Linked DNA regions of Mus musculus: region 1 is linked to region 2. The links are chromatin contacts, called in public targeted proximity ligation maps. All regions are on one chromosome and are shown on one strand. The core of a region is the stretch at or near the end of the contact, and the rest is flanking DNA. Distances in the headings are between cores, read along the strand shown.

Region 1 (3,198 bases), core at 547-3,046, 130 kb after region 2:
ATCCCCAGCACCACATTGACTAGGTGTGACAGTTCATATTGTAGATGAAGTACTGAGGGTAGCACCCCTACAATGGGATTAAGGCCACTACAGACAGAGGCAGCAGAGTGCCCTTGGTTTCCCATGTGGAGATACTGTGAGAAGCCACTGTCTATAAGCCAGAAAGAGAAGGCACAGCAGAACACCGAGTCTGCCAGCAGCTTGACCTTATATGTCCCCTCCCTCAGATGAGACATGAAAAAGTCCCATCAAACCAGTTGTTCTACATGAATTTGCTATGGCATCCAGAACCCAAGGTGTCTGAGATTCCATTCTTCTCTGTCCATTTTGCATCCTAACCAACATAAACATTATGCTTTGTAATCTTGGTCCCCAGTGTCAGCTCCAAATTATACAAGTTACTAAAAGCTTGGAACAGGTACTCCTAAGTCTCCTGTAGCGATTTCAATTAAGTGAGATTGGCTTCTGAAAGGCGTTAAAATGTACTGACATGAAAAGAAGAAAACGACGTCTTTTCACTTAATTGTTACAATCCCTTCATTTGTGTCCTACCCACATAATTCTCAACTAATCATAGCCTACTTCACTCAGAGTGAGCAGAGTGCCAAGTGCTGTAATCCACATGTGTGTTATTTTGTTGCACATGCCTGCAAACTATAATTAGTAGATATCCTCTTCAAACATCAAGTTAAACATTTTTGAGCTTTTTTCCCCTGCTTTCAGAAAATCCAAGGACAGGCAGCTTGAAAAAAAAAACTTTTTAAAAAAAAGCAAGAAAAAAAATGAACCTTGTTCTATCTTATAATCATGACTCGATTCTTTTAAAGCTATGTAGCTTGGAGCAAAGAAAATACACCCCATAAGAACGACAAAGAACACACATCAAGGAAGATGACAGCAAGGGATGTCTACATTAGATGTGTGGGGAAATGAACTCACTGTGGCTCAGTGAGTAATAACACTTGCTATAGAAGCGTGCAGGCCTGAGTTCAATTTCCAACGTCCACATAAAAGTTGGTCACGGGTGCATGCCCATGGGAGCAGGCACAGCTGGGTCCTGGGGGGCTAACTAGTGAGCCAGTCTGGATGAAACATTGAGCATCCAGTTCAGGGAAAGAGCCTACCTCAGAGTGGAGATCCACAAGGGAAGACATCCAACATCTTTTTATGGTGTTTTCATGGGCATATGCATACGAATGTGTACCCACAGACTCGTGCATGCACAAAATACACACACCACTAACACATATACATACACACCCATCCTACATATATATACAGGCATACACATGTGAATGCACACATACACACCACACAAACACATATACACACAAATATACCACACACATACTTCATTAGATGTGGAGGCATGGAAATCTTTTCTTTGACAAGAGTCATTTTCTTTTCATAAGTAAAGAAACACAACTGCAGCAGACAGAAATCTTTCTGGCACCTCCTACAGAGCTTAAAAAGATGAAGGTGTCTGTGTAGCTACAAGATTAGATCTGTGTCCACAAGAGAAGCAAGCTAGTTGCCAAACAGCATGGACTGCATGATTTCATATTTGTGTAAGTTACATGATTCATGTATAGAAATGTATGCATCTATAGACAGCCTTGTTGTGTATTTGTAAGTGCATACATGTCTGAAGAATATCCGAGAAACATTTTGGACCCCAAGTCTCATCCACTTAACCCGTCTCTTATTTCAGGGAGAGGTGTGCTAGATGGCTCCACACAAGCTCTGGTTCATGCTACTGATCAGAAAAGCTGCCCAGGCTCTCTCCACACTCCACCTTGTGGTCTTCCGAGGGAGTTCACTTAGCCTTGTATACAAGAGCCAAGTACAGCAAGATATGGACCTCTATTAAGCACAGTAACTTTTCTTTTCTATTAGTTTCAGTGTATCTGGTTTTATGTGGAGGTCCTTGATCCACTTGGACTTGATCTTTGTACAAGGAGATAGGAATGGATCTATTTGCATTCTTCTGCATGCTAACCACCAGTTGAACCAGCACCATTTGTTGAAAATGCTGTCTTTTTTCCACTGGAAGGTTTTAGCTCCTTTGTCAAAAATCAAGTGATCATAGGTGTGTGGGTTCATTTCTGGATCTTCAATTCTATTCCATTGATCTACCTACCTGTCGCAGTGCCAGTACCATGCAGGTTTTTTTAATCACTATTGTTCTGTAGTACAGTTTGAGGTCAGGGATGTTGATTCCCCCAGAGGTGCTTTTACTGTTGAGAATAGTTTTCACAAACCTGGGTGTTTTGTTATTTCAGATTAATTTGAGAATTGCTCTTTCTAACTCTATGAAGAATTGAGTTGGAATTTTGATAGGGATTGCATTGAATCTGCAGATTGCTTTTGGCAAGGTGGCCATTTTTACTATATTATCCTGCTAACCCATGAGCATGGGAGATCTTTCCATCTTCTGAGATCTTCGTCAATTTCTTTCTTCAGAGACTTGAAGTTTTTGTCATACAGATCTTTCATTTGTTGGGTTAGAGTCACACCAAGATACTTTGTATTGTGTGTGACAATTGTGAAGGGTGTCGTTTCCCTAATTTCTTTCTCAGCTTGCTTATCCTTGAGTATAGGAAGGCTACCGATTTGTTTGAGTTAATTTTATATCTGGCCACTTTGCTGAAGTTGTTTATTAGCTGTAGGAGTTCTCTGGTGGAGTTTTTGGATGTCAACAAGTGCTTGCTGACAGGAGCCTGATATAGCTGTCTCTTGAGAGGCTCTGCCAGTATCTAACAAAGAGGTGAATGCTCTTAGCCAACCAATGGACTGAGCACAAGGTCCCCAATGGAGGAGCTAGAGAAAGGACGAAAGGAGCTGAAGGAACTTTCAGCCCCATAGAAGGAACAACAATATGAACTAACCAGTACCCCCAGAGCTCCCAGACACTAAACCACCAACCAAAGAGTACACATGGAGGGACCCATGGCTCCAGCTGCATATGTAGCAGAGGATGGCCTTGTTGGACATCAATGAGAGGAAAGGCCCTTGGTCCTGAGAAGGCTTCAAGAGATTGGGCTTCAAGGCCAGGTTTATCAGAAAAAGAGGGATGTCTTTCTTATTTTATTTTGGGGTTACTATCAGCATTAAATAAAATAAGAGTAATAAAAATAACAGCAAATCTGAACTATTGTTATTTGGAGCAGATATGATAGCACATCTGGAAACTCAGGA
Region 2 (3,345 bases), core at 254-2,753:
GAACTATAACCACAGTGGCGCCTGTTATTAGCAAAGATGAACAGCATTTCTTACAAAGAGTTCACCGCGTTTCTTCTGCGAATGCACGGCTCCTATCCTTTGACTGATTTTTAAAGGATAATTTAACATTTTCTGATATTTATGGATTTGATGAATTGAGGAAAATTACTCCATGATAGAAGCTGTACAATTTTTCCCCCAAATAACCAGAAGTTGTTCATATTTTTTGTGTTTCTGTTTGTTGAGACAGGATCACATTCTGTAGTTTAGGCTAACCTGGAACTTTATGTAGACCAGGATGGCCTCAAACTTTTGGTGACTCTCCTCTGCCTCAGTGTTCTGAGTGATAGAATGTATTTACGAGCCATTATGCCCAGCCACTTACAATTTTTTTAAAAATTACTTGAATTTTAACTTAATGTTAATATAATATTTTATGGACATTTCCAAATTGGCATAAAACTCTTACATGATTATTCTTTTGACGTGGTTTTCCTCATTTGGAAAAGGAGGGTTCACAACTTGGTGTATATTTTGCTTAACCAATTACACTACACTTAGACCAAATGGTAAAATCTGTGTGGGGGGGGGGCGGGGGTGTGTGTATGTGTTGTTGTTGTTTCTAGAATTGAACCTAGAACCTTGTACACAGTAGGCAACTATTTTACTATTTTGTTACAGCCTGTTATAACATATTTTTGTTTTATTTGTCAAGAATAAAACAGGGTCTTAATAAGACTGGTTGGGATCTTATGGCCTTCCTGTTCCTGCTTCCAAAAGAGCTGGGACTACATGAGTACGCTCTCATGCCCAGCATCAGAAAACATTTTGGCTAATATTTTTCTCCTTAAATATGCTGGCATGTTGCTATGATAACAATTAGAATGTCCTATGCCGAAGTCTCTGAGAGACTTTAGGGGAGTGGGCATGTTTGAAGCAAGCATATGGACCAGCTGACTGGGAAGACATTTTTTTTGTGGTAATTAGGTCTCCCTGCCCTCCCAGGGCACTGCTCTCAACTCCCAGTTGTCAACATCCCATGGACTACAGTCAACTATAACGAAGCCTGTGACTCTGCAGTATTCTACTTCCAACCCTAAAGGAGCCTGGCCTCCAAACCATGCCAGCAGCAGGTTGGGAACTGGGTTCTGTAACAGAGTCATCTACCTTTTCTTTAATCGTTATACAAGTAGAATGTCCTCTGATAGCTGTAGTGCATTTGGCACCTGGAAACTCTGCTAGCTACAGCAGAAGACCAGCCAGATATGAGTGCTGTCCCACTTTTGTCCCAGATTGGCACAGTAGGGGAGGACAAAGCCATGTTATGGAGTGGGATGGATCTTCTGTGAGCATGCCAAGGCCTGGTCATGAGGCACATTGCTGTGGAGGAAGCTAGAGAAGGACCCAGCCAATTAATTATGTCTTATGTTCAAACTCCATCTCATGTCCAGCTTGTCCTCAGTTTGAACTCAGTAACTGGAAAAACCACAGCTTGTTCCAGGAACCAAGACACCCCCAAGTTACAGCCACTCCACCCTTGATAAGGGGAAATGCCTAGTGTCATGCCCAGGACAAATGACTCATGTTATATTAAAGTTTATGGTGCTAGCTAAAATTTTATGCAAGCTATGCTTTCGGAAATGTCAACCAATCATGTAACTACCAAGTTGAAAAGCCCCTTACCCAGCTTAAACTGTATAAAAAGCAAGACTGATACCAGCTTAGCATCTTCCATACCCATGCACTGGAAAGGTTGGAGAGGCCTCAGCTCAACCTTGAATAAAGACTCTTTGCTTTTGCACACAAGTTAGACTCCTGGAGATCTTTGGCAGTCTGGGGGGGCTCTAAAGTCTGGGCATAACACTTAGTAGTCACACCCTTGGGTGAGCCTCACCTTCTGAGCTGTCCAAGTGTCTTCAGAAACAGAGATGCTTCATCTTATAGAGGTCCTGGAATGTCCCTGCATTTGACGCTCCTCTGCTTGTTGGCATTTAGTTAGTCTGGGTAGTACATAGCATTGAAGGGCCTCCAGAGGTACACAGAACCTTGGGTTCTAATGCTATACTAACAGTGTCTAAGTGTCTTAGACAATACTTCATGGATTGTAACTGACTGGGTCCTTCACTAGCCTCTCCACAGCAATGTGCCTCACAGTCAGGCCTTGGCATGCTCACAGAAGATCCATTCCATGGCCCAGCTTTGTCTTTCCCTACAGTGTCAAATGGGGCCTGTCTTCGTCAGGGTTTCTACTCCTGCACAAACATCATGACCAAGTTAGGGAGGAAAGCGTTTATTCAGCTTACACTTCCATACTGCTGTTCATCGCTTAAGGAAGTCAGGACTGGAACTCAAGCAGGTCAGGAAGCAGGAACTGATGCAGAGGCCATGGAGGGATGTTTCTTACTGGCTTGCTTCTCCTGGCTTGCTCAGCTTGCTTTCTTATAGAACCCAGGACTACCAGCCCAGGGATGGCACCACCCACAATGGGCCCTCCCACCCTTGATCACTAATTGAAAAAAAAAATGCCTTTACAGCTGAATCTCATGGAAGCATTTCTTCAAGGGAGGCTCCTTTCTCTGTGATAACTCCAGCTTATGTCAAGGTGACACACAAAACCAGTCAGTACAGGGTCAAATGTCCTCTTATCATTCATGTCTTGCTGACTGGGAAAATTTCTCCAGTCTTACAAGTAGTCTTTGGTTCATGGAGTCATCTTCAAAACAGTGACTGCTTTTACAAATGGACCTGGTCATTCCTCAGCTGAATTTGTCCTTACTAGTTACTTACTCTGTAAGTGGCATCTAGTGACCTTTGTATCTCTTCACTCCCCCAGGCTTCTATCATGAGTGACTAGTTCCTAGCACATTTACCACATGGAAGGGAGCAGGAGACCCCATCAGTCAAAGCTACAATGAGATCCTGAAGAACTAGGTAATTGCCACCTAAGCAAATGTATAAATTGGTTCTTTTTTTTATTTTAATATGTGTAGTGGTGTTTTGTCTGCATGTATATGCGTGCATCGCCTGAGTTCAGAGGCCAGAAGAGGGTGTTGGATCCCCTAGAACCGGAGTTACAGATGGTTGTGAGCTGTGCTAGGAATTGAACCTCGGCCCTCTGGAAAAGCAGCCAGGACTCCTAGCCACTGAGCCTTCTCTCCAGCCCCATAAATTTGTATCCTAAAAATATTTTTAAGTATGACATTTTATCAAGACACGAAGAGCAGAAGAGTTCACACATGCTTCGAGTGAGCTATGGTTTCTTTAGACTTCAATCATGTCATGTAAAATGGCCTGTAGTTTCATAAATGACACAACATGGAAAAACCTATGGTTGTTTATACTTTT

The links.
Region 1: a contact with region 2 is called in a targeted proximity ligation map of bone marrow-derived dendritic cells, with 7 times the contacts expected there. A contact is called at or near these places in 1 of 39 promoter capture datasets (liver), 140 of 484 Hi-C or Micro-C datasets (3T3-L1-derived adipocytes, the 63-12 cell line, the AML12 cell line and 77 more) and 18 of 130 datasets of targeted methods (the 230-238 cell line, the G1E-ER4 cell line, the NIH/3T3 cell line and 13 more).

What each region holds. Positions count from the first base shown.
Region 1 is chr19:21,508,530-21,511,727 of GRCm38.p6, forward strand. No RefSeq gene overlaps it. Among named protein-coding and RNA genes, the nearest start is that of Gda, 37 kb to the left of the region's middle.
Region 2 is chr19:21,375,573-21,378,917 of GRCm38.p6, forward strand. No RefSeq gene overlaps it. Among named protein-coding and RNA genes, the nearest start is that of Gda, 95 kb to the right of the region's middle.